Linked DNA regions of Mus musculus: region 1 is linked to region 2. Evidence: chromatin contacts called from public Hi-C data. All regions are on one chromosome and are shown on one strand. The core of a region is the stretch at or near the end of the contact, and the rest is flanking DNA. Distances in the headings are between cores, read along the strand shown. Region 1 overlaps Sulf1 (sulfatase 1). Region 2 has its middle 99 kb from the start of Gm22633.

Region 1 (4,497 bases), core at 1,449-3,948, 500 kb after region 2:
AGTGAGGAAACACATTTTTTTTAGTTAAGAAATGTCAGTGAGATTTTGACTGCACATAAAAGAAATCAAAATCGGGCCTACTGTCATAATGGAAGGCAGGCATCTAACCCACAAACACAAAGCTCTCGAGCCACGATCTTTGCCAAATAGCCACGGTTCTCTTACCGAACCAGTAACCCTGGTATTACCTTTCTTCATGACATCTCACTGGGAAGCATTCAGGCATGCAAGCATATCACTACTGGGAAAGCTGAGAAATGTCACCTAAAACTGAGCACATAACCACTACAAATTAAGTTGCATTTGTGTGATGAGTGGAGAAGATATGAGTGATAAGCTAGGCAGTCAACAGTCAGTGCTATGTAATTCACAACGATTCTAGTTCTACTTAAAAGTGTGTTTTCCTTAGCAAATGGCAACAGAAATGGAAAGAGGTCAGAATATGGAGGAAAATGGGTGTCACCGCTATACCAAACACGAAAAGCCCCTGACAGCTACTCTGGCCAGCCTTGGTTTGTGCTCTGTGGCCTTGCTCACAAGTCAGACAAAACAGTAATTTATTTCAGGTTAATTTCCAAGGAAAAAAAAGGCAATTCTCACCTCCCTCTCCTCCATGCTTTCAATCTAGAAAAATTACGTTTCCCAATTTCTGTCCAATGGGGGAATACTCACCCAAAATCATTCCTTATCTGTTTAAAAGTTTGATTTTTGTGTGTGTGTCTGTGTGTGTCTTATAAAAGCCCACTGTTCAGTGGGTTGATCAAACTTACTTACTTTTGTTAAAACAGCATTTGAAATGTTAAAAATCAGCATATTCTTGAAGCTTTCTCCTGTCATTAAATATCATTTATTTTATAGATGTTTTCCCCCTGAAAGTTGTTGTTTATGATTCAGTTAAAGATTTTTATAATATCTTATAAATGTACCTCTACTAGAATATAAGATACAAGGAATCACTTAAGCATTTGACAAATCTGGCTCAGTTATTATCAACATATACTAAGTGTTTAGAAGCTAGCTGGATGGACAGCACAGGGGAATGCTAGCTAAGATGTGGTTGCTGAGCAACCACTTGAGACTCTCCTTTGACTTGACTGTCAAATATGTTCTTTACCCTTAAAGACAGATGTCCAACTCCACTGTGGTGTCCAGTGTACTATTAGCCTAGAAAAGTAATGGACCTGTTCCTGGGCACCATGCTGCTGTTCACAGTGTGAGTCTGCCCATCCTTCAGGATTAGAGCAGCTGCTGGCACACCTTGAAACTGTTACATCAGGTGTTCTCTGCAAGTATCCACTCAAAAGGGAGCACATTTTCAGCCATCTACTATCTTCCTAGGCCCTCCTGAAGAGCCTCACACAGGTACCCAACCAAAGCCTGCTCAATTAACAACGCTTATGGGAACTAGAAGAGATGGAAGTAAGAAATAACCAGTAGTCTACTGTCCAGTCCGATGGATGTCTGGGGTGGGATGGAGGCTTCTCCTAGATGCAGAAGATGGCAAAGCAGGAACGTAGGAATGTGTCCTTGGAACATAATCCAAGAGTCTTTCCTGACTTCACTGTGAGCTGTCTAGAAAAAGTAAGCAAACATGAGAAACCCAGGACGAATTCTCAAAAACCCATGAAGGATGCACATCCAAACATCTGTCCTGACAGTGTGCTGTTGATCTTCCTCTATGCTGTGTTTGGGACGTCTTTTTCTGGTTTGAAGCACCAGACTCATAATGCCTCCCCTGTTACCAGTCTGTATCTCTCAAGCATGTTGAAAGGGATGTGCAGAGGTGTGGTGGAGTGATCATAGACAGCAAGGCACACAAAGCAGCAGTGTGGGGGATGCTACAAAGAATCCTAGTCAGTCCATTGTCTGCACGTGGCCTCTGATTCCCAGGGTCCTTAAGGAAAGCTTGAGGGATTTCAGTAATGATGTCAATGAGGAAACCTAGATCCTCAGAATAGTGATCCCATCTGCAGTGTTCTGTGAAGATCAGGAAGTATGTAATGAATTTCAAAATGGGCATGGCCAAGTTATAGCACAGTATACATTGCCAGAACAATATACACTCCACACACACCCCCCCCCAAATAATAGAACTTCTTTCTCCCCAACCAATTTTGGTGCTGGACCAACACAGGGGAGCAGGGCCTGGTGCCGGATGCCGGATGTGCAGCCTGGCAGAAGCATGTAGTAGCATTTGCACTTCTATCAGCAACTATGCTGCTGTCACACAGTACAAAGTGAAAATGTCACTTTGCAACTGTGGGCTGCTGCCTCCTCTCGTCACTCAGTGAGAGGACACAGTACAAGTGACACAACCTGGGCCAAGGCAGTCACGACACCCAATGGTTTCCATAGCAAAGTAAGAGATCATTCTCTGTTGCACAAATTCTGCATGAAAAAAATTGGCTCCTTTCTAAAGATGGTTTCTTTTTGTTTGTTCTATGTTGGAGCCTTTAAATAGTTAACAGAAGGAATCATGGGGACTCGGTTTGAAGCTCCTCCCTCCCGGTATTGTGATAGACAATTAAGGCATTACTGAGAACAGCCTTAGAGAAAACCTCACTAGAGATGGTGGAAAACAGATGCAAGCAGCCAAGTACAATATCCTAACTGAACTTAGCCGCCTCCACCCTGCACTAGGAAGCCAAGCCTCAGGAGGGCTCCTATGGGTGTCCCTGCTTGGACCTACTGAGAGCTGTTGAAAAGGGTGGAATTTCCATGGACTAGAGATACTACAGATGATGTCATTAGGGGATGAAGTAAGGACAGCTGGCAGCCACCTGCCTCCTTTTAGATAATTTCGGGAACTATGGAGTGAGGAGGGTGGGTTACTAGAATCACAGCCTCAAAAGGAAAAGTCAGGTCCTGTCTTCTCTCTGTCTCTGGAAAGGGAAGCGCCCTGAAACTAACACAGAGCCTGAGAATGACTGACTTTGTGACTGTGCACAGATTATTTCACCTTCTGCCTCAGCACCACGGATTAATTAATCATGGCAAATTGTCCCCACTCCACAATGCTAAATACAAATACAGGAGACCCTCTGATTCATGGAGTTGTGGCTCATGGTCTTGAATATTCATGTTTAACCATGCCAGTCCACTCCCTCTCTCAGCAACCCTGTTTCTTTTTTTCTTTTTTTCTTTTTTTTTTTTTTTTTTTTTTTTTTTTTTTTTTTTTGAGCTCAGAGGAGTCCCTTTCTGTTTAAAAGGTGAAAGGCGGGTTGGTCTTGCTGAGTGGCTGCCATACGGAAGCCCTGTTTTGCTCCCTTGAGATATTGGAAAGCTCAGTACAGATGCTGAAAATACCCCTAACACCTGCTCAAAAGTCTCTTCCCGTTAATTTTGCATGTTTAGATACACAGAATCTTGAAAGTAAAAATGTGCTTCAAGAGAAAACACAAAAAAAAAATCTTTACAGAGACTCTACCTTGGGGGTCATCCAGTTTCTTCTAGTGTCTGTAATTTTGACAAGAGCCCTCTCCTTACGAGAGGAAAGATCACTAATGTCTACTATAGATGTGTGGTGTGGCGTGGCTCAAGTCCTGACTGTGAAAGGCATGATCTTTCTCTCCATGTATTAGTGAAAAATCCTTGTGGGTAAACGATGACGGGTCATCTCGATGCTGGAGAGATGGACCTCTAGAGGGTCAAGGGCAACAAGTGTCGGGGCCGTGGAGGTGAGGAATGAAGGAGAAACAAGTGCCCAATGTTAGCTGGGGTTCGGTGAACAGAGGAGAGAAGGCAGCTGCTCACTTTGAGGCTGTGCACAGCCCTTGCCTTTGCTCACCTGGTGCTAGAAGCTCCTCCCTCGAGTCAAGTAACTAGAAAATCCAGGCTTCAAATTACTTCTGCAATGAGATCTAATGGGTCCTGCACCTAACAAGAAGCCCTTGAAGGTGCTGCTGCCGTAGGGGTTGGGATAGACAATGCAGCTTCTAAGCTTGCAAGCTTGACTGTCTTGAGCCATTGAACTTGAACGTGCCTGTTCAGCTCCCTCTGCATGTCCCCATCTTTGCCCTATTCTTCAACCATGTGAGGAGAATTCAGCTCTGAGTGCTCCCAGGGTCCTAATGGTGCCTTGCCGATCACAATGAGTTGGTTTATTCAACGGATTTCAGAGGATTTTTTTTATTGGATATTTTCCTTACTTACATTTCAAATGTTGTCCCCCTTTCCTGGTTTCCCCTCCAAAAATCCCCTATCCTCTCCCTCCTCCCCCTGCTCACCAACCCACCCACTCCTGCTTCCTGGCCCTGGCATTCCCCTACATAGAGCCTTCACAGGACCAAGGGTCTCTCCTTACATAGATGACTGACAAGGCCACGAGAGGATGTTTTCTAAGGCAACTGTATTCATTGAATTGTCTCTCACAGAGCAGGGTATGGTTGAGGGGAAGATCATAGGAGGGATTGACAGAGACAATTGTACAGCATCAGAAAACAGAGCAGAGGGCTGTACAGCTGCTCATTCCAATAACCCAAGCATTCTCAAGGCTGA
Region 2 (4,761 bases), core at 1,645-4,144:
GTTTTTGCTATATCTACTGCAATGCCACATGTAAGCTGCAACTTAGTAACTTGAATTTTAAGAGGAGTTCGGCAATGATTTTATAATTGGGAGACGTCTTGATAAAGCAATTCTTTTTGCCTTTTGTGTGGCTATGCACACAGTTTGATTACCAGTCTTCAATGTTCTTTACAAGAAATGAGGAAATAGCAAATTGGAAGGAAATAAACAATTTCAAATAAGGGAGAAAAATATTACCTGATTTTAACATTAGCATTATAATGTTATTATAAATATTAACAATATTTAACATTATTTTAACCTGTAAATACATGAGTAAATTTTAGTGATAGACAAAGTTTCAAACACAAAATTAGAACAATTTGGACCTCAAAGAAAACAGTGAAAATCACTTCCATTCTAATTCATTCCTGATCCTGCTGAAAACAATATTTGTTAGTGCAATTTTAAGTGATGATGGATGCCAAATGTTAGTGCACTTTTAAGAATGATAATATTTTCTTGATTCTGAATAGTTCCCAAATAAATGAGACAGAGACTATAAGATTTATTTCATAGGCTTTATGGCACAGTAGTTGAGCAGCTATTATCTATTCTATTCCTCTAAACTAATCTGGCTCCCTCACAGCCAAAATCCTCAAGTACTTGTATTTTAGTATTGGTCAGGCTCTCTCTGCTCCAGGTGTGTTCCCATGGTAGCTTCTAGATCCTTCTCTTCCCCTGTTGAATACTTTCTCCCCTTCCCTCCACTCCCCTCTACTTCTCCTGGCTAAGATTGGAAATACAGCCTTATTTTCTGTTCTGTTCAGCCATGGGCTGGTCAACTTTATTGACAAGTCAAAGAATCAATGGGGAATAATGTTTAAATCCACAATTGGGGAGGAAATACTTAGAATAAGCATTACAGTACCATATTTGGATTGCAATCAGATGTGGGGGCAAAGAAATCAGCATTTGAATAATACATGGATAATCTTTACACAATGTGCAATAATATCATGCCTACAAGGATATCCCTGCTGTGTATGTCTGGCCTGAATGAATAAGGATTTAATAACACTGAATTTTCAGCTTGTCCATCTCACAAGAAGATCTCAGACTAAGGAAAAGGAAAACCCAAACTTTGGCATTGAGTAAAAATCAATGGGTGAATAACATAGTATGGACAGCAAATGAGAGAGAAAATACCTTCATTAGAATATGAAAGAATTAGGAAAGATCTTAGGTGAACAAAGAAATATTAGCATATGAGATTCAGAGATGAGTAATCAGGCTTCAGTTGGCTTCTTTAAGAGCTAAGGGAATTTGAATCAACACAGAACTGCATCAGAGCTGCAGTCCTCTGCTTTAAAGTACAGGGGTTTTCCTAGGTGTCTTTGGAGAGAAGGAAAGATGGAAGGGCAAGCTAGATTCACAAACATCCTCAATTCTGTTACTCTATACATTACAATGCTGTCTTCTCTGTTAAAAGAACTATCGCAAAATAATGTTCTTCTTTCCAAACTTACAACCTCAGAGTGAGGGATGGAATCAGGACTGAGATTGAAAGCAAACTGCTCAATGAATGCTCCTGCTGTACACTGCTTCCATCTTGTTTCTAATACATTGCTTCTTGCCTTAAACTTAAAATTCTTTAACATTAACCAGAAGAAGATTGAAGAACTCAGAGGAAAAAAAGAAATGGGCTACAGCAGTAGTACTGATTTTCCAATGCTTTATGACAAATGACCAAATGTAGATGATAAATAACACGCAATTGACTCTTAGAGGGATGTCTTCCATTCTGTGATAATGGCTATCAGTATGAAGAATTTGAGGTCTTATTAAATTATGTTGTAAAAATAAGGACTTTTAGAGATGCATCTATAGGCATAAACTAACACAAAGTGTGTAAAAAGATAGTTGTATAATGGAAAATGTGTTGTAAAGTACAGCACAGGGCAGAGAACTAACAACTGTCTTATAATTATCCAAAATAGTTTTTTTTTTAATTCAGCATGACAACACACACTGTCTACTGGAAGGAAAATAAAGAAAGCCTTGAGTCTGTCCCAGATACATGCTTTACAAGGCCCAGCAACTGCTTATTTTAGATACTTTGTGGTAAACCACACAGGATAAGATGGGGGGGAGAAGAGAAAGAGGGAGAGGGAGAGGGAGAGGGGGAGGGAGAGGGGGAGGGAGAGGGGGAGGGAGAGGGAGAAACATAGAGACTCATCGTTATCTGCATTTTCAGCACAATAATGTCTGAAAATTTCCATTTCCGACATTGTTCAAAGCTAAGCTCTTGCCCTATTATCAAAAAATAAATAAACCAAAGTCTTGTATCTAGAATTGTAATAAATATTTTAGGCTTTCATGCCCATCAGGAAGAACAGAAATATACCAAAACAATACTTCTGAAATCTTCTTTCTCCTCTACACAGTGAGAAACTTGGCTGGACGGAACCTTTAACTTTTAAATTAATCACTAAGACCCATCCCTGTATGGTTGAAACAGTCTAGTTATTGTCGGTACAAATGGCCACAACAACCCTTCCCACATTTTCACTGTTTGCTTACAGAAATATCTCAGAATGTGTGATCTTTTTAATATTATTTACCATGTAAGGAATGTTGGCAGGGGGAATTTAATACACTCAAACATTTAACCATTGATGAAAAAATCCATAGAAATTTTGAAAGGTTTTTCTTTCCTTCAAAACTAACATCATTTGATAATTTTAAACATGAGTCAAAAGGAAGTAACTTCCCAGAATATTTAAAATCCCTGGCAGCTTCTTTATTTTGCCCCAGCAAGGGAGATTTTTGATACACCCTCCCAGCTGCTGGTTCCTTATTCCCCTAGACCAAACTGGGAAATCTGAGCTCACTAGTTCCCAGTTCCTGTGACTCACTTCATGCTTTTGAATTGAAAATAATACTTTCCTGACCCCTTCTCTTTCATTCTTCTGAGGTTCTCTTTATCCGTGTGATCTAACAGGAAGGTTGTCTTGGCTTTGACGCTGCACCCAGAAGATGAAGACCACTAGCTTTTAGGAGTTGAGCCTTTGCTTTTTGCAAACCACGTGGTGGTGGTCATTTTCTAGATTTTAATCTATTCCACTGGAAAAGATCTTTGCGATCATCTCATGCTAATTCTTGGCAGTACATGCTTTCCTGTAAGCACCTAGAAATATGATAGCTAGACCATAGGTATTGCAAAGAAATAGAATTACTTTTCTCCACATACAGCTAGCTCAACCCCATAGCACCTCCAGTGAGGGGATCTCCAGATCTTAGAGGCTAGTACAATAAAATACATAATTTCTGTGTTTGTTTTATAGGCAAGTCAGCTTGGACACTTGGTTGGTGGCAATGGCTGAGCATAAAAGGAGAAAACAGAGAGTGAAATATAAAGGCTAAATAAAATGTAAAGGCTAAACAATTACTGATTTATTTTTCTCCCTTACCTTCTTTGATCAACATGGGGTTTCTAGCATTCCACATTTATTAACTCCAGTAATGGCTATAGTTTACTTAATACACAATTTAAAACCCTTTCATATACATTAAAAAAAAAAAAAAAAACCTCAATTATTTTGCCCTCAGTTCTCCTAAAACTGTAGATGGCTTCCAAACACATATGTATAGACAGGATCTCATCGAAAAGGTGAGATTACCACCAAGAAGAAAGACAATGACTTTTTAAAACTGAAGGTAATGAAAAATTACATTCTTTCATTGTGATGTTTTCTAGATATCAGCTTTTTATGTAAAAGTCTGAAGTGTCTGGCTTCCTTGTTCTTAAGATGTGGAAAACAAGATTTTGTAAACTATTCACTTACTCTGAATCTTTCATCACTCTAACCCTTTTCTTATTTGCTACAACTTCCTAACTTTACACAGACTTTAAAACACTGTGATTCTAGAAGAGGCAGCATCAATGTTTCATAAGGGGTTTTGAATTCAAATGATATAACATTGTATAGGAAATCAAGCATTATGCAGACATATATCAACATGTTAAGATATTATTAAATATGATATAATGTTAAAATGATCAAAAGAAACAGAATCTAAAAGATCTTTGCAAGTTCAAATAAAATAGTCTATGTATCAAGGTCAGCCAGGGCTACATTGCAAGACCCTGTCTCAAGTAAGTAAAAAAATTTTAATTTAATTATGAAATCGAGAAAGAAGAGTGGCAGATGTAGGCCCTGAAGGGAGATAACTTTTAAAACTTAATTTTTAAAAATCTTCATTAGAAACCTCAATGACAGAGGTGGCTATATACCCCATGTCTATGCTTCATAAATAATTATAAATATGCAAAAAGTTTCTTCAAAGAATTTCAATAAAATGTATTTTGAGCATATCTATTTCCAAAGTCTTATTAGTTTTGATAGACAAATATTACAAGAAGACAGGGAGTTTTTTAAAACTCAGAGTATAGATAAATATTTCATACAGGAGGTCTAACTAGAGTGACTGGTAGAAAACATGTATAATCTAAGTATAAAAGGCCCTGGGGAACACAAAACACAAAGGCTTCTTTGGACATGAGTGGCAGGTCTGTGTTGACTTGTTTGTATCTGATAGGAAAAGAATGAATCAGTAGGTAGGCTAAGGCAGAACAGTAGAAAGATTTGAGTGCAGCAAATGTGGTACCAATCCTTGGAGATTCCTGTATGACATGACATCATAGTGTTTGAATATGTGAGTACCTGATATTCTAATTACTCCTTAGAAATTGGAGTAAGGAGATTTCTTAGGATATTG

What was found. Hi-C and Micro-C count contacts between places; a contact is called where the count stands out from the background.
Region 1: a contact with region 2 is called in a Hi-C map of muscle stem cells, with 2.6 times the contacts expected there. The contact joins two enhancer-like sites. A contact is called at or near these places in 1 of 484 Hi-C or Micro-C datasets (muscle stem cells) and 2 of 115 datasets of contacts at active chromatin or transcription factors (cardiomyocytes and embryonic fibroblasts).

Annotation. Positions count from the first base shown.
Region 1 is chr1:12,768,958-12,773,454 of GRCm38.p6, forward strand. All of the region lies in intron 2 of Sulf1 (sulfatase 1), which reads left to right. Among named protein-coding and RNA genes, the nearest start is that of Sulf1, 79 kb to the left of the region's middle. Within about 2 kb of position 2,699, at least 16 of the 459 cell types and tissues checked have an H3K27ac peak or open chromatin away from gene starts, as enhancers often do. A contact at or near this core is called in muscle stem cells, where this site is marked.
Region 2 is chr1:12,273,592-12,278,352 of GRCm38.p6, forward strand. No RefSeq gene overlaps it. Among named protein-coding and RNA genes, the nearest start is that of Gm22633, 99 kb to the right of the region's middle. Within about 2 kb of position 2,895, at least 9 of the 459 cell types and tissues checked have an H3K27ac peak or open chromatin away from gene starts, as enhancers often do. A contact at or near this core is called in muscle stem cells, where this site is marked.